Linked DNA regions of Mus musculus: regions 1, 2, 4 and 5 are each linked to region 3. A link is a contact called in public HiCAR-type and promoter capture Hi-C data. All regions are on one chromosome and are shown on one strand. Each heading gives the region's core, a stretch centred on a gene start, on an enhancer-like site or on the middle of the called end of the contact. The rest is flanking DNA. Distances are from core to core; before and after follow the strand shown. Region 1 holds the start of Eps15l1 (epidermal growth factor receptor pathway substrate 15-like 1). Region 2 holds the start of Slc18a1 (solute carrier family 18 (vesicular monoamine), member 1). Region 3 holds the start of Slc5a5 (solute carrier family 5 (sodium iodide symporter), member 5). Region 4 holds the start of Klf2 (Kruppel-like factor 2 (lung)). Region 5 holds the start of Cyp4f18 (cytochrome P450, family 4, subfamily f, polypeptide 18).

Region 1 (4,299 bases), core at 1,237-3,736, 1.5 Mb after region 3:
GCAGTCACAGTCCCCATACCTACTTAGGTGACACTTTCTGAGTGTCTTTCCACTGGCAACAGGTCTGACACAGAAACAACAGACACGCAAACATGTCCTGTGGACCAAGAGAGCTGTAGGATTATATGATGTGCACATGGCTGTGTGCCATGACTAGCAAAGGCCTCTGGGAAGGATGATATCTGAACTGCTGCTGAAGGAAGAGAAGGATCCAAGCCAGAGAAGAAAAGGCTGGAGTGCTTCAGAAAGAAGGATCAGTCTTCAGGGCCACCATAGCTGACAACACAGCTAGGTATGTGAAGAACAGAGAACTGACCACACCATGGTGCCATGGAGAGCATGTGGAAGGCAAGTCACAAGTTAGGAAGAGAGAATCAGGATTCTATCCCAGAGGCTCTAACAAGGTGAATCTAATGAAACTGACTCATGTTTTTGTATCTGTCATCTCAGTATGACAAAACGCCATCCTACGGTAACTAGTTTACCAATAAAATAGAGCATCCCTCCTCCCCAGACAGGGCCTCATTTTATAGCCCAGGCTAGAACTTTCTGTTACTGAAGTGCTAGCTGAAAGTTGACATTATACTTGGCCAGGAACCGCTTCCTTGATATTCTGGTGTTTGAGAAAAAATTGACAGCATGTATCCAACTCCCATGTACTCAATAACTATCAGCTACTACTATGGCCCAAATTTTTAAAAATCCAAATTATGACTAATGTCAAAATTAGGAAATTTGAAAAACCCTCCCTCAAAAAAAGTCAGAGGTAATGACTGGACTGAAGCCAGCTGAGTTAGTAACATGCTTGCCCTAAAAGCTCGAGGATCCAAATTCTCTCCCCAGAGCTAGCTCACACAGAAGTGCTACAGGATGCACGGCACTTGTGCTGGAGAAGAAGGGACAGGAGGCTCCCTGGCCTTGCTGACTTTCCAGGCTGGCCTAATTGAGGAACTACAGGCCAGTGAGAACCTGTCAAGAGAGAGGTGAACACCCACAGCTGGTCCTCTGTCATCCCACTTGGAAGCCTGGAGCACGAGGATGCAGAGAGTCCAGGAATTGGAAGCCAGCCTGGGTGACATAGCAAGGCTCTAACTCAATACACACCTATCCTCAATACACTCCCTACTATCTGTCTAGTCCTTAACCATTTTCAGAAGACAATCACAGGTGCTGTAAGAGCATGTTAATTAATATCTACTGGTCTCCACATGTTAATATAGTGTCAAGGCTGCTGGTGGCTGGTCCTTCCAGGACTTAACCACCCTGTATTGCCCTCTCCTTCAGACCAGGTGACCTGGGTGCATCAGCCTGCCAAGCAGTTCTTACCAGCTTTGGCATTCATACTTGCTCTTGTCTTAGTCCCAAACACCCGAATTTATTGACGGGTAACAAAAGAGCTTCCAATGTGTTAGGCAAAATGTGCTTTCCACAGTTTTCTGCTAATGCATTTTACATCTCTATTTTCCAAATGAGGTAATTGATATGCTGAGGTTAAGAAGCCTGCTTCAAGGACACTCTTCCAGAGTTGGAGCCGAGATCTGAATATAAAATGCTTCCTCCTGGTAACCATGACCCTGCGAAAGACGATTCTAGCAAAGTGCATATAATATGCTGTGTGGAACAAACGGGTAATTTGGCAAATTAGCAGGACAGGAATACTTTCTAATTCTTATGGATGTCACCTGGAACTAGAGACTTTGTCAGTGAGAGACTGCTGAGCTCCCAAGCACCTGATCCCAAGCACGTTAGAAAGTGGCTGAAGAATGAATGAATGTTTTCCGCTAGAAGCACAATGGCCTTCTCACTGCTATTCTGTACGTCCCTGTAGCATTTGATACGTTCAAGAAAACCATCCAGCGACCCTGAGGACGAAGACTGGTGCATACCGTTGGGGGCGTAGGATCCGCGCTTTTCGCACCGCACAGAGCAGCGGAAGCGGATCTCGGGGGAAGGAGGGCTGGGCGGCCAGAGGCGAAGCGGGCGTGTCCCGGTTCCCCTTGCGACTCCAGTATGGGACACCACCCGCCCCGACGCCCGACCCCGCGGGAGACAAAGACTGGCGGCGGGCCCACCGCTCTCGCTCGCCTCCGCGGGGACGAAGCGCGACGCGGCTCGAACAACAGCGCCCACCCCCCAAACCCCCCCCCGTCCCTTAACCTGGCCAGGCCCCAGACGGAGCAGACATACGCAGCGGCCGCGCCCCATCACCTCTTCGCAGCCGCTCGGGGGTCGCCCGGCGCAAGAGTATGCGGGCCGCTCCGGCCTGTCACCTTCAGAACCGCCCGGCCCCCGCCACTCAGCCTCTGAGCCTTCAGCGCGCGCCTCCGCGGTCCCCTGGAGCCGCGCTTCCGCGACGACTTATCTTTCTCGCGGCAACCACCGTCCGCACCGCCCCACGGCGCACCCCAGCACCATACCTGCTGCGAGAGGGGTACAAGCGGCGCCGCCATCTTCGTGCGGACTCGGCCTCCGGAGCGCCGAAGGAACGGGGGCGGGGCCGTGCCTGCGCACTAGTACGAAGGAGGGATGCGATGCGCGCGCAGCACAGCCAGCGCAAGGACAGGCCACAGGACCAGAGTACACGTGCGCAGAAGGGAATCCAAGTCCTCCCGTGAGAAGTTTTGCAGTAAGAGGGCGGAGCCTCGATCACAGTGGAGAGGGCGGGGCAGTTCTGGCTGGAGGCGGAGCCTTTATGGGGAAGGCTCTGTCGCATAGCCTTACCAGAGTTGGCCGTACCGGGTGATTTAGAGAGCCTAGCCTAAAGCACAGCGTGACTAGAAGGTTCGGAGCCTCGTAAGTTTAGTGGGCCGAGAGTGGGCGGGCTAGTCGGTCTGTGGGGGTGGGGAGGGCCTCGTGTGCATCTCCTGATTGGAGTGGGCAAACCGAGCCCCTGGCTTTGGAGGCTCCTGTGAGGCAGGGAACCCAAGGGATAGGTAGGGCTCCCTTCCAGACCGCTGCACTCCAGCTCCCTGCACTTTCCAGTCTGGGTCTGTGAATCGGAGCTTGGCTAAACCCAGGCACCGTCTTAACTTCTCCACTCTAGTAGCCTCTACTAATGCCTAGGGTTTGCTGAACTTTTCCCGGGGAAATGGAGACAGTGGCACACAACAAAGTACCATGGTGCTCAAGTCTAACTTGGGCCATATGCAGTGTTAGTACCACTCAGTATGCTTGTTAAACAGATTTGGGTTCTGATTGCTTGCAGATGTGGGTGTAGCCTGACATCTGGTGTTTTTTGTTGTTTTTTTATGTGTATATGCCTGCTGTGCTCGTGCCAATGCCTGCCCAAGAGAGAAGAGTTTATTAGATGCCATTGAGCTGGAGTTAAAAGCACTTATGAGCCCCCAACCCCCGATATGAGTGGGAACAGAACTAGGGTCCTCTGGAAAAGCAACAAGCACCCTTAACCAACTAACTATATCTTCAGCTACTCTGGTATTTCTTTTTTTTTTTTTTTTTAAAGATTCATTTATTTATTATATGTAAGTACACTGTAGCTATCTTCAGACAATCCAGAAGAGGGAGTCAGATCTTGTTAAGGATGGTTGTGAGCCACCATGTGGTTGCTGGGATTTGAACTCCGAACCTTCAGAAGAGCAGTCGGGTGCTCTTACCCACTGAGCCATCTCACCAGCCCCTACTCTGGTATTTCTTTGTCTTTTTTTTTTTTTTTAAGTTACATTTTAACTTACATCTTAAAAGATTTGTGTGTTGGATGGCCCCTTCCACCATGAGTCACAGAGATAGGACTCAGGTTGTTAGCCTTGGCCGCAAGCATCTTTACCCACTGAGCTATCTTGCTGCCCCTTAGGACATCCTCATTCAAACCACTACACAGGTGCTGGGAAACATGGTACACATATACCGCCACACTCAGTCCCACTGTGTTTGATTTCTTGAGGTAGTTGTGACTGATCCTGATTGCCAGCTGCACAGGATCTAGAATCATATAGGAGACAAAGCTCTGGGTTACAACTGTGAATTTCTAGACTAAGCTGAGGAAGGAAGACCCCCCCACACACACACACACACTTGTTCCATGTGCTGGAGGCCAGGACAATGGATGCTGTGTGACCAGCTGCCTCACCATACACATAACACAAATCTTTGTTTTAAAAGCTCTGTGTATGTGTGTTTGTGTACATAAGTGCAGACACCTGCAGAGGCCAGAAGAGGGCATCAGTGGTTGTCCAGTGCCTGATGTAGGTATTGAGAATTGAACGGAGATCCTCTGAGAAAGCAGCAAGTGCCCTTAATCACAGACTCATCTCTCTAGCCCATAAAAATTTTAAAAACTTT
Region 2 (4,543 bases), core at 182-2,681, 1.8 Mb before region 3:
CATGCTTCCCAAACTGATAAGTTATAAACCTTACCGAAGGCCAGTCTAGACATCCTCTTGTGTATTTATCAACAAATCTATGGGGAACTAACACAAAGAAGTTTTTCAGTATGTTGCTCCGTCATAGCAAAGTTCTTGTTTTCCTCTTCTGTTCTTATATTGTAAAGAGAACAACAATCAATTTACTGTGTTGTTCGTTTCTCACAGGCTGGTTTTTCTTTTTGTTTTTTTTGTTTTGAAACATAGTTTCACTATGTAGCTCTGGCTGCCCTGGAACTCAGACCTTCCTGCCTCTGCCTCCTGAGTGCTGCGTTTAAAGGCTTGCGCCATCACACCAAGCCAACCGCTAGCTAATTTTATCACAGCCAAAGAAAAGAAACTAGAACCCTTTGTGCGTTCTAACCTCTTAACTGGTTTTCCAATCTGTTCCTAAGGTGGTCTTCCACACCATATACTCTTCGGATATGCAAGAAAGCCAAGTCTGTTCGAAAAGATCCACGAAAAAAAAAGAACTTGGTAGTAGGATAAACTGAAATAAATTTCGACACAAAGTTACCAATCATGGGACTAGGTTTTCTATCTTCTGCTTTCCAAGGTGTTTTCCACAGCTTGATTATGAACCTCAGTTGTCTGTATTTTCTTATGCACGTTTTCCTATCTCTTCCTTCCCTACATTCCAATGAATCTTTCTTTTTCTCGTGAATCCTCTCTCTTGTGTCAATTTTGCCCTCTGGCCCCTTTCGCTTCTCTTTTCCCGCTCCCAGCCTCAGATCCGCGCTCCCAGCACTCTGGTCAGCTCCCTATGCGCCTAGCATGCGCGCGCACCCTGCACCGCCCCCGCAGAGCTCCAGTCACGAGTCTGGGGGCGGGGCGCCGCCGAGAGGGCGGGGCCTCTGCCGCAGCTTCGAAGCGCGCATGGGTGGGGCCGGCCGCACGGGCCTCCCTGCTATATGTGCGCCTGCGCCGCGCTGCTGCGGGGCCAGTCGGGACGGAGGAGACAAGATGGCGTTGCGAGCGATGCGGGGAATCGTGAACGGGGCCGCACCCGAACTGCCCGTGCCCACCGGTGGGCCGATGGCCGGAGCTCGGGAGCAGGCGCTGGCGGTGAGCCGGAACTACCTATCCCAGCCTCGTCTCAGTGAGTACGGGAAAGTGAGCGTGTCCACCAAGCCCTTGGCTTGTGCTCTCACCTGTTCAGCCAGCGGGGAGGGAATGGGATTCATTTCCCCCATCGCTCAGTTCACAAGCACCTCTCCAGCTTTGCGTGAGCTTTTCCGTGACTTCGGTGGGCCGAGCGTGAGAGCACCGACTGGAACCTTCCCATGGGCTAAGTGGGCTCCTGATGATTGCCCTACCCGCTCCGAGTTCTCTGGGTATTGTCAGACACTGGTCTGTCTCTGAGGGCCACTTCTTGTCACTGTCTTCATCTGCTCCTGGCCTCATTTAAATGTCTTCGGGTCGAGGGAACGCCTACTCCGTCCCCCTTTGCCCCGTGGACCTCTGGGCAGGTGGACCGTGCAGAAGGTGTAATGTCATCGCTGATGTGGGCAGGCCCCGCGGCTAGAGGGAGATGTGGCTTATTCTGTAGGGAACCGCTTCACTGGAGGACACCTAGATACCGGAGAACCTTAGAGCTGAAAAATACCCTAGTCGTGCAGTCCCACCCTCTCGTTTTACAGGCGAGACGCCTAAGGTTCTGGAAAGGAGAAGCCATGCCTGGCTTCAGACATCTAATTATTGGGAAAAGAGGAACCAAAAATCGAGTTTCTTAATCCTTTGCTTGGTCTTCTGTTGTTTATTCGTTTACTGACCAGCTAACCAAACGCAGTTAAATGGAAGGTTGCTTTCCACTGTTATGTTCATAGGCTTAAGTGTAGTGATCATAAAAGACCTCAATAAGCCATGTTTAGACAAGCCAGTCATTCCCAAATGGCTCTTGTTGGCTGAAGCTTTCGGTTGTATAGAATCAAACCTCTTCACGGCTCCCTTAAAGCCAGGCAGAGAGCTTTGAAAGAAGACTTTTTTTTTTCCTCTTTTTTAAGTATCTGTTGTTTTCCTGAAAATAAGGTTCCATTTGCACAGGTTAATTGGCAGCTTGGCTCTGTGGGTGGCTCATTGGTTAAAAGCGTTTCAGCTGAAGGGTTTTAGCTAGGCGCCCTCCAGCCTGACTAATCCTGTCCTGAGCTGTCAGTGGGTCATGTGATAACACTGCAGCGAGGGGAAGGGAAAAAAAAAACACACACACACACACATTGGAGAGTGGATTGCTGAGGTGTGCCTTTTAAGCATTTTTTTAGAATAATTGTTAAAATTAGAGAATGCCTGTTAGGGGTTCATGTGAGCCCAAGGAAACGTCGGGAAAACTGACAGATTTATACCTGAGAATTACAGAATCTCTAGAATTGCATTTGATATGTATGCTTTGCTCTGAGCAGAGCACATAGACACTGGTGTGGCTTCTAAGGGAAAAATGTTACAAGGTTATAGTAGTCTCTTTCCATATAACAAGTCATTCAGAGCCAATTCAGGGAGTGTCGACTACTCCATGGCGAAGGTCTTAAGCCCTTCAGGGATGAGTAGTGTTTCTCCACCATATCCATGTGCTTGGCCAATATTTGAAGAGTTTGTTCATAGGAGGATTCTGCTGACTAAGCTGTCTCTAAAAGTTGCATCTTTGTATCCCCAAGTTCACAGTGTCTGACTTAGGAAGTGCTCTGTAAATCCTATAACTTGGAATTCAATTTGTCCTAATAGTTAAGCGTGTATTTTTTTTTTAATATGGATAGGGTTTTTAAAAGGGAGTTGGTATACTGCATTTAAATATCATCTTTTACTATTTTTGCCACATTTTTAGTCAAATTTAAATATTAACTCAATTTTTTATTATTAAAGTTTGATGATACTATCAAAATAATTATAATTAATTGATACACACTCTTTGGAGTAATTTTGGCAGTTGCCCTGTGAAAATCAGATCCTGTTTTAAAACAACTTCAGGATTATTAAAAATTCTAGATATTATATGTACATAATATAAGAAATTACTCAGGCTGTTAAAAAGAAACGGAAAGTAAAATATTCAGGCTGGAAATTAGTAACTAATCTGGAGCACATCATTTGACTTTCTGACATCACAAGGTAAAAAAAAAACTTTGCCCTTTTAAACGTTAAGGAAGATCAACAATATCTTCAAAGCTATTAGAGCAAAATACTATGAGCTTGGTTGGGTTCACTTTTCTTGACCCAGCCAAGCTAACCTTAAGTTTCTTATGTCACAAAGCAGATCCCTAGCAAAAACCACAAGTGACTTTCCTTGCTTTACTTCTAGAGCATGTTCAGGTTAGTTCTCTGGTCTTGCACAATTGAAGGAATGGCTTTCTTAGCATTTGTTTTGCTATGAAGGTGGTGCCTAAAGAGCTAGGGTTTATTGTGCAATGGTTTTTGCTTTAACAATGTCGCAATCCTTAATGGTGTTAGTGTTGAACAACCTCTTTCCCTGCAGAAGGAAGAACTAATCATCTGATAGATTATGTGTGCTCACAGACTCCATCCCCCCCTACATATACATATACATACACATACACATATATGTGTATGTGTATGTATTTGTATATGTACATATATCTATGTGCGTGTATGTGTGTGTGTGTATATATATATATATACACATACATCTATATGAATGAATATGATTTGAGACAGGTTTCTCTGTGTAGCTCTGGCTGTCTTGCAGCTCACTCTGTAGACCATGCTGGCCTCAATCTGCCTGCCTGTGCCTTCCAAGCGCTGGGTACAAAGGTGTGCACCACCACTGCCTAGTGCTCTTTAAAATCTCCGTAATTCCTGGGGTTTTGTTTTTGGGTGTTTTTGTTTTTTTTTTTTATTATTGAGCAAGTTGTTTTTTGTTTTGTTTTGTGTATTTGAGAACGGCTATATAGCCCTGGCAGGCCTGGAACTCACAGAGCCCTGCCTGCCTCTGCCTCTGCCTCCAGAGTGCTGGGTTTAAAGTCATTACTCTCATGCCCAGCTTGTTTGTTTTACTCAGTATCCCTGGCAGGATTGGAACTTGCTATGCAGTATTGTAGCTATCCTGTTTTTCAGCTTCTAAGTAAATCATGGTTTCTAAGTGCTACTCCATAAATTGTTTGTGTAATGTAAGCAAGTGTCTGCCGTTGCCATAAGGGTAATAATTTGTCAGTGGCTTTGCTGTTTGATGGATGTTTTTGGATGCCATACTCTGAACTGGTATCTCTTTCTAACTACCTGTGGTTATCTTAAGGAAGGATAAACAGATAGAGTTGAGAGTTAAAAGGTGGTGTGTGATGTTTTCCCTGCTAGGTTTTCATTTTGAGAACTTTCATTGACATGGAAAGGGCTGACCTTCTTATTCACAGTCTTTTGCATTAATTTCTAGTACAAATGCTAGGAACTGTGTGATCTAGGTATTTTAAGTTACACTGTTACCAGTTAGAAGTGTTTCAGGACCATATAGTAGCAACTATGTAATTAAAGGAAAGAGCACAAAACTTTAGTGAGACAAACA
Region 3 (4,569 bases), core at 1,626-4,125:
GGCCAGCCTGGTTTACAGAGTGAGTTCCAGGACAGCCTGGGCTGTACAGAGAAACCCTGTCTCGAAAAACCAAAAACCAAAACCAAAACCAAAACAACAAACAACAACAAAACAAACAAACAAACTCAACAACAAAAACAACCATGTGAGGATGTCACCCTCCCCAGATCACCTATGCCTTTTCTAGATCCTAAGGGGACATTTGCAGTGAGTTTTGAAGTATGAGTAGGAGTTTTCTATGTTGAGTTTTGTTCCCCTCTGAGACACAGTGCTGGGAAGGCTGAGGGACAGAAGTGGGGCTAGCCTGGGCTGCACAGTGAGGCACCATCTCTCACTCCATCAGGTTGATCCGGGAATGGTTTTGAGCGAGACTGAGCACGTTCCAGGGGCCCCCCATGAGCATGACACCTCGAGCCAGGATCACCCAGAAGCCGACGAGCATTACCACAACCTGGAACACATCTGTCCAGACCACGGCCTTCATACCACCCTGTGTGGGAGAGGGGATACAGGTCACAAACCCGCCCAGGGCTGCTGGGGCAGGGCTGCGTGGGGAGAAGGCTGAAGAGCACCCCCAGCTCACCCTGCCTGGCTTCCTGTGGCACATCTGTGAAATATTGTGTGTTTCTATGGTCAGTCAGAGGATTAGATAAGGTAAGGGGGAACAGACGCAATGGCCCCAGGCATCCCAGCAAACAATCCAACACCCAGTATTATCATTATCCCTTTTTGTTTATTTCTGGTCCATGTAGCTCAGACTGGCCTAGAACTTACAAGCTTCCAGCCTCCCCAATGCTGCTGTGAAAGGAGCCAAGCAGCTACTTCTGATTCACAAATGTATTTCTCCCTGCCATTCATAGAAATCTGAGCCTCCATCGCCGTACATAAACAGCAACCAGAACATGCCAGTCCCTTAGGTGGCACAGCCAATCAGGGGACCAGGAGAAGACTAGGCCAGAGTCTCAGGCAGATCCAGCTGAAACCAGTTCACTGCTGGGCAGGAGCCAGGAAAGGCAGGGGGCCAGTTTTGGCACCAGAGTGACCATGGGAAGGTAAAGCTCTGTCAGGGCTGCTGGATCCAGCCGCACCTGAAGCTCACATGTCTATCAGTCTTTATGTAGGAGAGGACACGGGCACAGTTAGGCAGGCTGCGGCTACCTCAGGTGCCAGGAAGCTGGAGTGGTGCTGCCTGCCTGAGGTTTTCCGCGTGTCAGCCACCACAACCCACTTACCACGGTCGTGTACAAGGTGCAGATGATTCCTGTGGACAGGAGCGATGCCCAGATGTCCAACCCGGTCACTGCAAAACACACCCCCTGTCAGGTCTCCCTCATCCTGCCTGCTCATGTAGGGTCCAGCCTGGGCTCCTGGCCCCTCCCGCTCCCGACAGCCAGACCTTGGTTCAGGATGAGCGCAGGTGCGTAGATCACGATGCCAGTATACAGCATCTGTGGGTGGGGAGGTCGGTGATGGCAAGGGGCGGGCAAACGGGTTGGAGGCAGAAAGAAGAGAGCGCGGATCAGGCAGAAAGGGCGGAGCCAGGTTGCAAGAAGGTGTTTTTAGGTAGGATGGGGTGGAGCTAGGTGAGAGGGTGCCCATAGGCAGAATGAGGGCAGAGCTATAGGCGTGGTCCTTGTATGTCCCAGAGAAGCTTAGCTCAAGCTGGAAGGGGGCGGGGCCAGGTAGGATGAGGGGTGTGGCGTGAGGTCAGGTTGGAGCGGGCTATGATAATTGCTCGTGTGGGCGTGGCAGGGCGGGCAGCTCGCTCACCGTGGCCACCAAGTACTGCAGCGTCCCGCAGAGCCGGACCGCTCGGCTGAAGCGCAGTTCTAGGTACTGCAGAGGGAGCCAAGGGCTGGAGGTTACCGGGCAAGTGACCCCTCAGCCATCCTCACTGTTTCTACTCTGTTCCGGAGTGCCCAACTGAGCTTACAGAGTCTCTGTGTAGGTTAAGCCGGCTTGGAACTCGCAGCAATCCTCCTGCCAAAGCTTCTCTAGTACTGAGATATCACACATGGGACTTCATATTGTCGCTACACTTGTTGGACCGTTGTTTCAGGGTGCCTAGTTGCGCCCTCAGATTTGAAACTGGGGTATCCCTAGGGAGTCCAAACTGGCCTGGTACTCATGGCAATCCTCCTGCCTCAATCTCCCTAGTGCTGAAACTGCAAGTGGATGCTATTCCGTTTTCACTACAGTTGTTGAGCGTTTGGGAAATCCTACACCTCACTGCAGGCGTTTGAACTCTGTCGGGCGCCGGTGGGTGGCTGGTACGGGCACTCGCAGGGACAGGTGTCAGCGGGAGGCCACTGCCCCGAGGCTGCTGCGAGCTGTGGGGCCCGGACTGGCTCTTCCTCCTTCCTGGCCCTGCCCGGTGCCCGCGGCATCTTCCCGGAACCTTCCCATGGGACCAAGTCCCCTACCTGGTAGGTGCTGGTAAGGCCCAGGCGGTAGAAGATCGGCAAGAAGAGCAAGGCTGTGAGCAGCGAATTGAGCAACTGGCCCACGCACATCCACAGAAACTTGAGACCGTAGCGCGCTGCCTCCGCGGGGACCCCGAGCACCTGCACAGCCGACATGAAGCTAGCGGCCAGCGACAGCCCCACAGGCACTGCCGCCAGCTGCCGGCCCCCGGTGAAGAAGTCGTCGGCGCTGCGCTGGCCGCCGCGGGCCAGGCCGACCCACAGACCGATGCCCGTGGACACCAGCAGCATGGTCGCGAACACGCCGTAGTCCCAGGGGCCGAAGGTGGCCCGGGCCCCTGCCTCCGCGCCCTCCATGGAGACAGGTAACTCGGAACGGAGAGGATGCGGAGGACGTCGGGGACTCTCAGAGCGAGCGTCGTCGCAGCGCGAGTTCCTGCTGGGCCGTCGACCCACAAGCTTTTCGCGCGGCGGATTTATTGGGCTCCGGGGTCAGCGCGGCCCCGCCCCCAGCCTGGGAGGCGGGCGCGACCCGCACCCTTTCCGTCCTGGGGCGAGCGGGCCTTCAGGGGTGCGGGCAACGGGGTTGGGGGGACACTAGCGTCTCCTGACACTTTCTCCCACATCTAGGGCTTGTTCCGTGTAGAGTTGTGAACAGACAGGAAGGGCCTTGGACGGCTCAGACCTCCGCTCCCCTCTGTTCACACAGCCTGCGGGAGTTAGGAACCAGAGCTACGAGGAACCCAGGACTGGGGTTCACTTTCGGGGACTTCCGGGCCCCATAAGGAAAAACGAGACTCGAGCCTTCCCCCCAGAGAGCATCTGCCTTTCTCCGCAGCGTGGGAGAAGGAACTGTCCACCCTTGCTAACCCGGTGGGAGGCACTCAGGTTCTCTTTGGAGAATTTCTTCCTTCTGTTTAGGACTCAGTTTCCCTACCTGCACAGGGCAGTCTGGACCTATGGTTGTATGTGTGTGTATGTGTGTGTGTGTGTGTGTGTGTGTGTATGCGTGTACGCACGCGTTTGAGGCTGAGTCTCATGTAGCTCAGGCTGGTATGGAGTCCTGACCAAGGCCCACCCTACCGGCAGGAACACAAGTGTGCACTACACCTGACCTGGCTGTCCTCCCCTTTCCTGTTCTCTTCCTTTCTTTCCCACAGGCTGACCACAAAGGTGTGTCAATCCTGCCATGGCTTCCCTAGTGCTGGGATGACAAGTGAGGGTTCATTGGATACCCATTTCTCCCTTCTTGTCGCAGGTACTTTGGCATACCTGGGTCCAGAACAGAAGTTTGCTGATAGTGGCTTTCAAGGGACCCAGGGCTTGGGATGATGCAGAACTGTCACCGGGACCCTTTTCTGGAGAACTGGCCGTTTCTGGGGTGTTCAGGGTTGATTCCCTATTGAGCCACGTCTGTACTTCCCGGGTGGTCTGATAAGTAAAACTAAGGCACACGCCCCCTGGTGGCCTCATATGCTGTATACTGGCTGGACTGCCTGCCTGGAGGTGCTGGTTAGGAGGGAGGCCTGGCTAGGGCAGTCTCCTAAACCTAGGTGGCAGGCGGGCTTGAGGGCATTACTGATGAGGTTGAAAGGGCTTTTCTCTTCTTATTAGACTTTATTTTATATTTACATGTGGGTACACTGTAGCTGGCTTCAGACACACCAGAAGGCGGCACTGGATTCCATTACAGATGGTTGTGAGCCACATTGTGGTTGCTGGGAACTGAACTCAGGACCTCTGGAAGAGCAGTCAGTGCTCTTAACTGAGCCAATCTCTCCAGCCCGGGGTTTCAGGTTTTTGCAAGGCTTCAGAATGGGTAGAACTAAGATGAGATGACACATGTATTCTGAATGGGAAGAAGCACTAACGCAGGAGGGAGGGAAGAGTCTTCCCGAGGCAGCGGGACTGCCATGTTGGGACAACACTTGCAGTCATGACCTGTGCCTAGCATCAGGGAGAGCTGGGGCTGGTCGTGTGCCTACCCAATGTTTCTTTTGGTGTAGCCCTGACTGTCCTGGAACTCACCTTTTAGACCAGGATGGCCTCGAACTCAGATCTGTCTTTGCCTCCCTGAGGGCTGGGCTTAGTCTCACACCAGGTATCTTCACAAACTCCCCAAAACAAAACTTAATTATGCACGTGG
Region 4 (4,804 bases), core at 590-3,089, 1.4 Mb after region 3:
TCCCTCCTCCAGAATCCTTAACGTTGGGAAATGACCCAAATCTTATCATTTGTTCCTTAGTAACGGGAAACTGAGACACACACACTCAGGGTGTTGTTCAGATCTGAATACACCACATGGCTCACTTTTGCTCCATGTGAAACACACATGGTATTCCCCGCTCTGTGGTGACAGGCTGAGGTGGGTCCCCGGTCCTAGAGGACTTGTTAGATCTTCCTTAACCAAGCCAGTGTTTCAGCCTCACATTCTGCCTCCATGAGTGTGTGATCTCTCTACTTTGATGTTTTGTGGAAAGGACCTGTGGACAGTTGGGGCTGATGTTACAGACCAGTGTCTGTAGTTCGCCAATGTTTCTGCTCCAAAGTCACAGAAGTGGACAAGGGGCTGGGTGTGGAATCTGCCACCCCCTATTCCTGCTGGAATCACTGCACCCAACTACACAAGCTTGACTGCACCCCTCAGCCTCCTGGTTTCAGGTCACAGCTTCAATGCCCTCCCTCTCTCTATTACCCTCTTGCTTTCTCCAGAGCTTACCTCAATGTTTGCCTCCGGGGTTAAGGTCAAAATTGCACCAATGTCCTTCCCCAGGCTCACCACATACTTCCTCCTCTTCCACTGTTCCTTTTTTTTTTCTGTTTAGGCCCCTTGGGTATTATGCATATTTATTTGATGTGCCCATCCCCCACTGAGTATCCCTTGCAAGTCTTGACAGTCAGACAACAGCTCTTCCCTGCACTAGAAGGATTTATGTGAGGTGTATGTTTGTGGGAGGTGAAAGGTCCCAGAGACTCAGTACTGTATTTATGTATCTAGTGTAAATTGTAATTATTACATGCTATTGTGTATTTGCACGTGCGCCAGTGCACTGTGAGGTCTAAGGACAACTTATGGGAACGGATTCTCTCCCCCTTTTGGGAACTGAGCTCCTTGGATGAGGCTTGTAAGCAGACACTAAGCCATCATGCCTGCCTCTAGTGTTTGCTTCTTTTTTAAGACACGGTCTCTTGTAGCCAAAGGGGCCTTGAACCTAATGCTTTCAACCTCCTAAATGTTCTGAAGACAAGCATATACCACCATGCCATGGTGTCTGCCTCTGTGTGTGTGTGTGTGTCTCCTTCCCTCCCTCCCTCCCTCCCTCCCTCCCTCCCTCCCTCCCTCCCTCCCTCCCTCCCTCCCTCCCTCCCTCCCTCCCTCCCATCTCTCTCTCTCTCTCTCTCTCTCTCTCTCTCCCTCTCTCTCTCTTTCTCTCTCTGTGTCTATCTCTCTCCCTCTGTGTGTGTGTGTGTGTGTGTGTGTGTGTGTGTGTGTATTAAGGGGGCTACGATGCTCCAGGCTGGCCTCAACTCCCTTCTAGGCAGGCCCCAAACTTCATCCTTCTTGTCTTAGCTTCCAAGGTAGCTTAAACAAAGATTTCACAGAGCGTTCCCTGGGTGAGCACTGTGACCCCAGACTCCCCATGCATCGGTCCAGGTTTCCAGGGGCTTGAGGCTGGGGAGATACCGGGAAAGCCTCGTCACCCGTGTTCCCCGCGGAGTCCCAGGTGCCACCCCCTCCCCCGCCCCCCGCGCGCGCTAACTATGCTGTTGTGCCTGGTTTGTTGACGCCGTCGCCATAGGGACGGTCGGGGGCGGGGCCCGGCCGCGGGGGCGGGGCTTGAGGAGCGCAGTCCGGGCTCCCGCAGTAGCCGCCACAGCCACCACCGCCAGGCTTATATACCGCGGCTAAATTTAGGCTGAGCCCGGAGCTCGTCCCCATCCGGGACGCGTTTCCGTCGACGCCTCCTAGCCCGGCCCTCTGTGCCTGCCGCGCCTATAAGGCCTGGGTGGGCCGGGCCACAGCACACACAGTCCCTGCCATGGCGCTCAGCGAGCCTATCTTGCCGTCCTTTGCCACTTTCGCCAGCCCGTGCGAGCGCGGCCTCCAGGAGGTGAGGGCAGCGAGGGTCCGCGGGCGGCGGGGTAGCAAGGTACCAGGCTACAGGGTGCAGGAGCCAGTACTGGAGATGACAAGGTCCAGGGTGCTGACCGCCTCAGGGAGTTAGACTTCAGGCTGTGGGACAGGAGGTGGGTGCAGGGACTGAGGACACGCGCGCTGAAGGGATGCCGTGCACCGGGTGCAGATCTTGAGGGCCTAGTTGTTAGACTTTGGGGTGCAGGGTAGCAGGAGGCACCCCCACTCACGTCCCGCGCCCTGTCTCCTGCAGCGCTGGCCGCGAAATGAACCCGAGGCGGGCGGCACGGATGAGGACCTAAACAACGTGTTGGACTTCATCCTCTCCATGGGATTGGACGGTCTGGGCGCCGAAAATCCTCCCGAGCCCCCGCCGCAGCCCCCGCCGCCTGCCTTCTACTACCCGGAGCCGGGTGCTCCGCCGCCCTACAGCATCCCCGCGGCCAGCCTGGGAACAGAGCTGCTGCGCCCCGACCTGGACCCGCCTCAGGGGCCGGCTCTGCACGGCCGCTTCCTCCTCGCGCCTCCCGGGCGGCTAGTGAAGGCCGAGCCCCCCGAGGTGGACGGCGGCGGCTACGGCTGCGCTCCGGGCCTGGCCCACGGACCGCGCGGGCTGAAGCTCGAGGGCGCCCCAGGAGCGACAGGTGCATGCATGCGGGGTCCCGCCGGCCGCCCCCCGCCGCCCCCGGACACGCCGCCGCTCAGCCCCGACGGCCCCCTGCGCATCCCGGCGTCCGGTCCCCGCAACCCGTTCCCGCCGCCCTTCGGTCCCGGCCCCAGCTTCGGCGGTCCCGGCCCCGCGTTGCACTACGGGCCTCCCGCGCCTGGCGCCTTCGGTCTTTTCGAGGACGCGGCGGCAGCGGCGGCGGCGCTGGGCTTGGCTCCACCTGCCACGCGCGGTCTCCTCACGCCGCCCTCGTCCCCGCTGGAGCTGCTGGAGGCCAAGCCCAAACGCGGCCGCCGCTCCTGGCCCCGCAAGCGCGCCGCCACACATACTTGCAGCTACACCAACTGCGGCAAGACCTACACCAAGAGCTCGCACCTAAAGGCGCATCTGCGTACACACACAGGTGGGCGCCTGGCCTCATTCCCGGGATCTGCGGCAGGGGGATGGCCGCGAGTTCAGGAACAGGCTAGGTTACAGAGGAAGACCCTGTCCATCCTCCAGAAGGGAAATGGATACTGTCCCCAGAGTCTATGACACTGCCAAGGGGGTGTGGCAGTTTAATGGGTTGGCTCCGAGGGACTCAGGTCTCAAGAATTCGGGACATAATTAAGAAGCTGTGGAGGGCTGGGCTGGGGCTTAGCACTGCATATAAAGTTTGGCATGGTGGCCTGAGCCTGTCATCTCAGTACTGAGCAGAAGAATCAGGAATTCAGACCTAATCTCAGAATGTTAGGGGAGGAATGCACCTGAGCCTGCTAGTGGTCAGCTTCAGGAGCCCAAGGTTCTCTGTTTAGATTAGATGTGGGATGGAGATGAGAGGGAGAGGGCAGTGCTATCCGGTGCAGGGTGCCCAGAGCAGGCTTTCGGGGAAATTGAGGCTCAATGTCATTCCTCTCTGATGCAGGTGAGAAGCCTTATCATTGCAACTGGGAAGGATGCGGCTGGAAGTTCGCGCGCTCTGACGAGCTTACCCGCCACTACCGAAAGCACACAGGTCACAGACCCTTTCAGTGCCACTTGTGCGACCGGGCCTTCTCCAGGTCCGACCACCTGGCCTTGCACATGAAGCGACACATGTAGCCTGGGTCGACTCGGCTAGCCCATGCGCGACTGTGGCAGGTTCCACGCGCGGGGCACGGTCCCCTTGCAAACAGACTGCTATTTATTGGACCTTAGGACAGAGCCGGACAAGTGTGGCCACAGGAAAATGACTCTGCCACCAGTTCTGGCCCCCACAGTGACTGAAGGCCCCAGGAAAGAAGACAGGAGTCTGTGAAGAATGTTTTCAAAATGGTGCAATAATTGACTTATTTCCCTCGGGTCCCCACTAGAGGATCGAGGCTAGATGCCTTGTGAGAAATGCCTTTGAGTTTACTGTCCCCAACGTTTTTATAATATTGTATATAAGACTATGACCGATTGTATTTCTATAAGGGAGACGATGGCATCTCTGCCGCCTGCTTCGTTTTTATACGACTTTTTTTTAATTAAAGTTTTGGATCTTTGGAGGAATCACGGTAGTGGTGTGGCTGGGGATAGGGTAGGTCCTGAGGGGACAGGGAGCAGTCAGTGCCTGTGGCCAAGGTCACCAGCTGCAGCCCCCAGCTGCCAAGGCCTGTGGGTTCGCTATAAATGTAAACATGGTGTTTTAGGATTGAGCACAGGTTATTTTTAAGTCTGCTACTTTGAGCCATAATTTGCCCCACCCCCACCCCCTGTATCCCAAGTGGGAAAAGCCTTGGCTCCACTGATGTGGCTGACCATTCCTTTTTTTAGAAAGAAAAATAGAAAAGAAAATTAAAAACCTTTTCCTGGTACCATCTTGGGGTTTAGCCAAACTTATGGAGCGTGCAGGTGTTTTGGCGAGCGCACGTGTGTGTGTGTGTGTGTGTGTGTGTGTGTGTGCGCGCGCGCGCACGCTCTCGAGCGTGTGTGTGTGTGTGTGGGTAAATGTATGGGTGGGTGTGTGTTTCCAGCAGGGTTTCTCTGTAGCCCTGACTGTTCTGGAACTCAGGCTGGCCTAGAACTCACAGATCCAGCTACCTCTGCCTCCTGAGTGCTGGAACTAAAGGCAGGCCCTCCCCTCTGCTCATTTCTTTTTTTTAAATACGCATACTAAGCTAGCACAAACCAGATCGCTTTGCGGCTGCCTCTCAGATATTGGTATTGGTCTTTTTATAGGGGTAA
Region 5 (4,225 bases), core at 477-2,976, 1.1 Mb after region 3:
CCCCAGTAAAATATGATCTTGGGATATACTTCAGTATATACGAAAAGAGGTTTTAAATCAGGACTTCGTGGTGCAGCTTCCATAAGGCTATCACCCATGATGGGTGGGACCTTACAATGATACAGCCATTTGAGGTTACCCATGATCCCATTAATAGCCCCTCACCTGTTCTCTGAAAAAAAATAAAAACTCTTAAGAAGCCCATAGTTCTCAGCAAGCTGAACACGGATGGACATGCTGTTTTGGTGCCCACCTGGGATAAATAGACTTGTTCACATCTCCCAGGAGAGTTAACAAGACACCATGTGGTCTCTGGTTCTTCCTGTGAGGGAGGACAACCACATCTGCGGAACTTGGCCTTGGCAGACCCCAAGGCAGCAAAGGTGACCTCTAAGTCTCCATCAGGGTGACCACTCTCACTTGTCCTCTGCTGACATCAGGCTCTGGCAGAATCTCTATGGCCCTCTGTACACCTGGCACTGTGCCACTTAAAAGAAAGCAAATGTCTCCAAATCACACAGAGGGAAAACCAGATGGAAGTCTATGCTCAAAGTGTGCTGTGGAGGATGGGTTCTGAGAAGGCTTCCAAAAGAGGAAGTGAGAGGCTAGATCATATCTAGATTGAGCAACATAACTCACTGGTACATCTCAGTGGAGAAGCCAGACATAAGAGGAAGACGCTGAAGAATGGGGAGTTAGGAAATCAGCCCTCAGAGCTCCCCTGGACCGTCTATGCCCCTGGGTGTGTCTGGGTAAGGATTGTAGGTCATTTCTGTGACCAGTGGGAAGCCAGAGATGAGCTGAAAACAAATGGTATAGTGGAGATTGGCTCTGGTCTCCCCTCAGGAGACCTCAAGTCTAGCACAACAGAACCTGGGAACACCAAGGTCCTTACTCTGTTGGAGTAAGCCTTGCTGGAAGCCCTGCAGCATGCCCACATCTGCAGAGAAAACAGGCTGGAGAAGTACTCAGAGAAGACTCCGTGTGGGAAAGGCTCAGGACAGTGCATCTGTAAATGATTGCACTTTGAATTCTGCTGTTCTAGTCCAGCACACCTCTGTGCCCAGCTCCCTGGGCTCTATTCAAGGCTCTTCACAATTCCTTTTACCCTGAAACCCCAGACCCACCTTATTACCACACTCACCAGGCCTAGGTGTCCCAAGATCCAGTTTCGTTTGGGAGGCTGTGGGAAACAGCGGAGGCGAAGAGAGTTCTCAAAAACACCATAAATCGGTGTAAGGATGTAAGCCAGAAGGCAGGAGGCCCCAGCCAGCAACAGCAACAGCCATGGAGAGGCTGCTGTGTGGCCCAGGCCCATCCAGGACATGCTCAGCTGTGACATCCTGCAGGGCAAATGCACACAGGATGAAATCCTGGGGCATGGAAGAGGGACAGTGTGGTCTAGGGCAAAGGACAGGGATAGGGAATTAGAGAGTTGGGGATAATGCCTGGGGAGGAAGGGAGACCCAGGGCAATCTATGGGAGGAGGCAAGGAGGGGAGAAGAGGGGAAGAAAGGGGAAGAGAAGGAGATAGAGAGAGAGGAAATGAAAGAGGATGGAGGAAAGGGGTTGATTAGAGTCTAAACCATGGACTATTAGCCAGAAATCAACATCTGCTTCTGACTTCCTGTCCTGCCCCAGCCTAGGACCTCTCAGCCCCAATGGCCCTAGTCTGGTACCTTCTCTCAGGAGCACTGTGTTTCCCAGGTCTGTCTCTCCCCTTCTCTGACTCCTGACCAGGGGCACCTAGAGAAGTCTAGGCTAGACCAGCCAATCCCTTGCAGGCCCAGCTGCCTCTCCCTGCCTGGATAGGTGGCCATCATGTGGGGGCGGAGCCAATTTGAAGCAGAGCAAGACTGCACTGTCAGAGTCACAAAGAGTGAGTACCAGGTCCTCGGGACTTCACACCCCTTGTGTAAGGACTTTGGAGGAAGCGGTGGATGGTTTCATGAAGATAAAATACCAAAAAGAGGGTGTGAGAAAACAGGCTGGTCACCACTGTGGGACTCTGCTCTTGGTAAGAGTGTGAGGAAAGTGCTGTAGCTCCTCTCCCTAAATTATGCCTCCTGTGCCCTGGCTAGTCTACATAAACTGTCTGCTTTCTTCAGGTGCCCAGGATCCTCACACAGCCTGTAAGCAGTCTGGACCAGAATCCCGAGTGTCAACAGAAGAACAAACTGAAACTCAGAGAGGGCAAGCATCTAAGCCAAGTTGCACAGCCCAAAACAATCTTAGGTTTGTCAGACCCTAAAGCCCAAAGCTTTTTCCCTCTACAATGTTGTCTCACCCTACTGAGAACAGTTCCCTCTCAAGAGAGGGGCATTGACAGTGCTGGGATCTCAAGGCATGAGGTGGTTCCATACCAGAAGCACCCTGAAACATTGTTAATGGCCATCTGTTTTTCCTCCTATACCCAGTATACTCTTCCCAGCAGACTGCCTATTCACTTCCTGGCCTCCTGAGATTGCTCTGTAGGTATTGAAGAGCTGGCTCCAAATACAGCTGCTGAGAAAGAAGATGAGTAAGAGATAACTCCCTCTACATCCTCAGTGCCTCCTCCAGCCAGACAGCCAGGATGTCAGGTGGCTAGAGCCCTCAATAGAGTCACAGTGTCCTATGCCTGTCATCCAAACACTTGAGAGGCTGAGAAAAGAATGTAGTTCAAGGCCCACTTGGGCTACAGTGAAAGCCTCCACCATCATTCCAACTCTCTTCTGGCCTCCTTGAGTACCCACACTCACATGTACATATCCACACAAAGACACGAACATACATACACACAATTTAAAATAAAAATCATGGTGATTCATATCTTAGTCACTGTTCTATTGCTGTGAAGAGACACCATGGCCAAGACAATTCTTAGAAAAGAAATCATTTAATTGGGGCTGGCTTACAGTTTCAGAGGTTCAGTCCATTGTCATCATGGTGGAAACATGGCAGCACACATAGCAGTGGAGCAATAGCTGAGAGCTTTACATCCTGGCCCACAGATAGGCAAGCAGAGAGAGAATGGACCTAGCATGGGCTTTTGAAACCTCAAAGCCTCCGTGACAGACTTCCTCCAACAAGGACAAACTCCCTAATGATGACAATACTTTCAAACAGTTCCACTTCTGGGGGTCTGTGATGGCTATTTCTGGTTGTCAACTTGACTATATCTGGAACTACAATCCAGAAATGGAGGGTACATCTATGATCCAAATCTTGAGACATAGTGGCCATGAAAAGTGTAGGCCCAGGCAAAGTGGCACATGCCTTTAAACCCAGGAGACAGAGGCAAGCAGATCTCTGAGTTCAAGGCCATTCTGGGACAGAGCAAGTCCCAAGTAAAGAACAGCTTAGGTCCAGGCATCGTGGTACACACCTTTAATCTGAGACATACCTTCTTCAGGAGGCCTGCATAAGGACAATGGGAAAAAGTAAGGGTTCCTTTTTCTTTGCCTGCCTGCACTTACTTGCCAGCGCATCTGCTGGAACCTACTTCTTCAGGAGTCCAGCCTATACAGAAGACCGGCCTACACACATAGCCTTGTGGGACTGAGCAACTACTAGACTCTTGGACTTCCCATTCACAGTTGCCCATTGTTGGGGTTGTTGTATTATGCCAGGAAATGTTCGTGAACCCCCAAAAGACCACCAAGGAGCCATATCCAATGCAATCGCGTTAGGATTTCTTTATTAAAGTTTGAGCTTGGGCCATACCACTGTCTCTGATGCAGGAGAATGGGAGGAAAACCTCTATCCCAGTTTCAGGCAAGCATTTATAGAGGCAAGAAAGGGGTACACATCTGATGAGGAGACAATTATGGCCTTTAAAACAATTGGCTGCTATTGGGAACCAAACCATACATTTTGTTTTCCTCCTGAGTGGTAATTGTTAGGAAGTGAAATGAACCTCCAGTTGTAATCTGGAGGTGTATATTTGTTGGGGGTAACCTGGAAACTGGTGCTAGGTGCCAGCTTGTTAGTTAACTTAAGTTCAACCTTAGGTCAGGTTCTCTAAGATGGAGTCTAAACCCAAAAGATTTGGTCTCTCACTCCCTCCTTTCTCTAGTAACAAGAAGGCCCAATCATGGGACTTCCTGAAGTTATTATTATATTTTAGAAGGAGTCAGTGTTGTCATCACTCAGCCCTCGTGGTGTCCCTGGGGCTTGGGTAGGGGTTCCATCAGTGGGATACAGGAGGGAGTCCTGAGGCTGAATTTTCCTCCTGCTGGTCAGG

The links. Promoter capture Hi-C pulls out the DNA fragments that hold promoters and counts their contacts. HiCAR-type assays count read pairs that join an accessible place to other places.
Region 1: a contact with region 3 is called in a HiCAR-type map of astrocytes, with 2.6 times the contacts expected there. The contact joins the promoter of Eps15l1 here to the promoter of Slc5a5 in region 3. A contact is called at or near these places in 2 of 115 datasets of contacts at active chromatin or transcription factors (astrocytes and pancreatic cancer cells) and 1 of 9 other capture datasets (liver).
Region 2: a promoter capture Hi-C map of pre-B cells shows a contact between it and region 3, with 4 times the contacts expected there. The contact joins the promoter of Slc18a1 here to the promoter of Slc5a5 in region 3. A contact is called at or near these places in 2 of 39 promoter capture datasets (hippocampal neurons and pre-B cells).
Region 4: a contact with region 3 is called in a promoter capture Hi-C map of embryonic stem cells, with 3 times the contacts expected there. The contact joins the promoter of Klf2 here to the promoter of Slc5a5 in region 3. A contact is called at or near these places in 3 of 39 promoter capture datasets (embryonic stem cells, hippocampal neurons and liver) and 1 of 115 datasets of contacts at active chromatin or transcription factors (astrocytes).
Region 5: a promoter capture Hi-C map of hippocampal neurons shows a contact between it and region 3, with 5 times the contacts expected there. The contact joins the promoter of Cyp4f18 here to the promoter of Slc5a5 in region 3. A contact is called at or near these places in 2 of 39 promoter capture datasets (hippocampal neurons and liver).

What each region holds. Positions count from the first base shown.
Region 1 is chr8:72,418,988-72,423,286 of GRCm38.p6, forward strand. It overlaps Eps15l1 (epidermal growth factor receptor pathway substrate 15-like 1), which reads right to left and starts at 2,487. Exons shown (of 24, transcript NM_007944.3): 1 at 2,418-2,487. The coding sequence starts at 2,450. Gm46043 (a long non-coding RNA gene) reads left to right here. Exons shown (of 3, transcript XR_001778581.2): 1 at 1-2,793.
Region 2 is chr8:69,087,791-69,092,333 of GRCm38.p6, forward strand. Slc18a1 (solute carrier family 18 (vesicular monoamine), member 1) reads right to left here and starts at 1,432. Exons shown (of 17, transcript NM_153054.2): 1 at 1,191-1,432. Atp6v1b2 (ATPase, H+ transporting, lysosomal V1 subunit B2) reads left to right here and starts at 946. Exons shown (of 14, transcript NM_007509.3): 1 at 946-1,138. The coding sequence starts at 1,003.
Region 3 is chr8:70,889,882-70,894,450 of GRCm38.p6, forward strand. It overlaps Slc5a5 (solute carrier family 5 (sodium iodide symporter), member 5), which reads right to left and starts at 2,876. Exons shown (of 15, transcript NM_053248.2): 1 at 2,424-2,876; 2 at 1,771-1,836; 3 at 1,397-1,448; 4 at 1,233-1,300; 5 at 336-490. The coding sequence starts at 2,780.
Region 4 is chr8:72,317,223-72,322,026 of GRCm38.p6, forward strand. Klf2 (Kruppel-like factor 2 (lung)) reads left to right here and starts at 1,840. Exons shown (of 3, transcript NM_008452.2): 1 at 1,840-1,927; 2 at 2,204-3,020; 3 at 3,522-4,432. The coding sequence starts at 1,856. The coding sequence ends at 3,697.
Region 5 is chr8:72,007,900-72,012,124 of GRCm38.p6, forward strand. Cyp4f18 (cytochrome P450, family 4, subfamily f, polypeptide 18) reads right to left here and starts at 1,727. Exons shown (of 13, transcript NM_024444.2): 1 at 1,680-1,727; 2 at 1,145-1,343. The coding sequence starts at 1,342. It overlaps Gm51535 (a long non-coding RNA gene), which reads left to right. Exons shown (of 3, transcript XR_003947403.1): 1 at 1-752; 2 at 1,785-1,879; 3 at 2,109-4,225.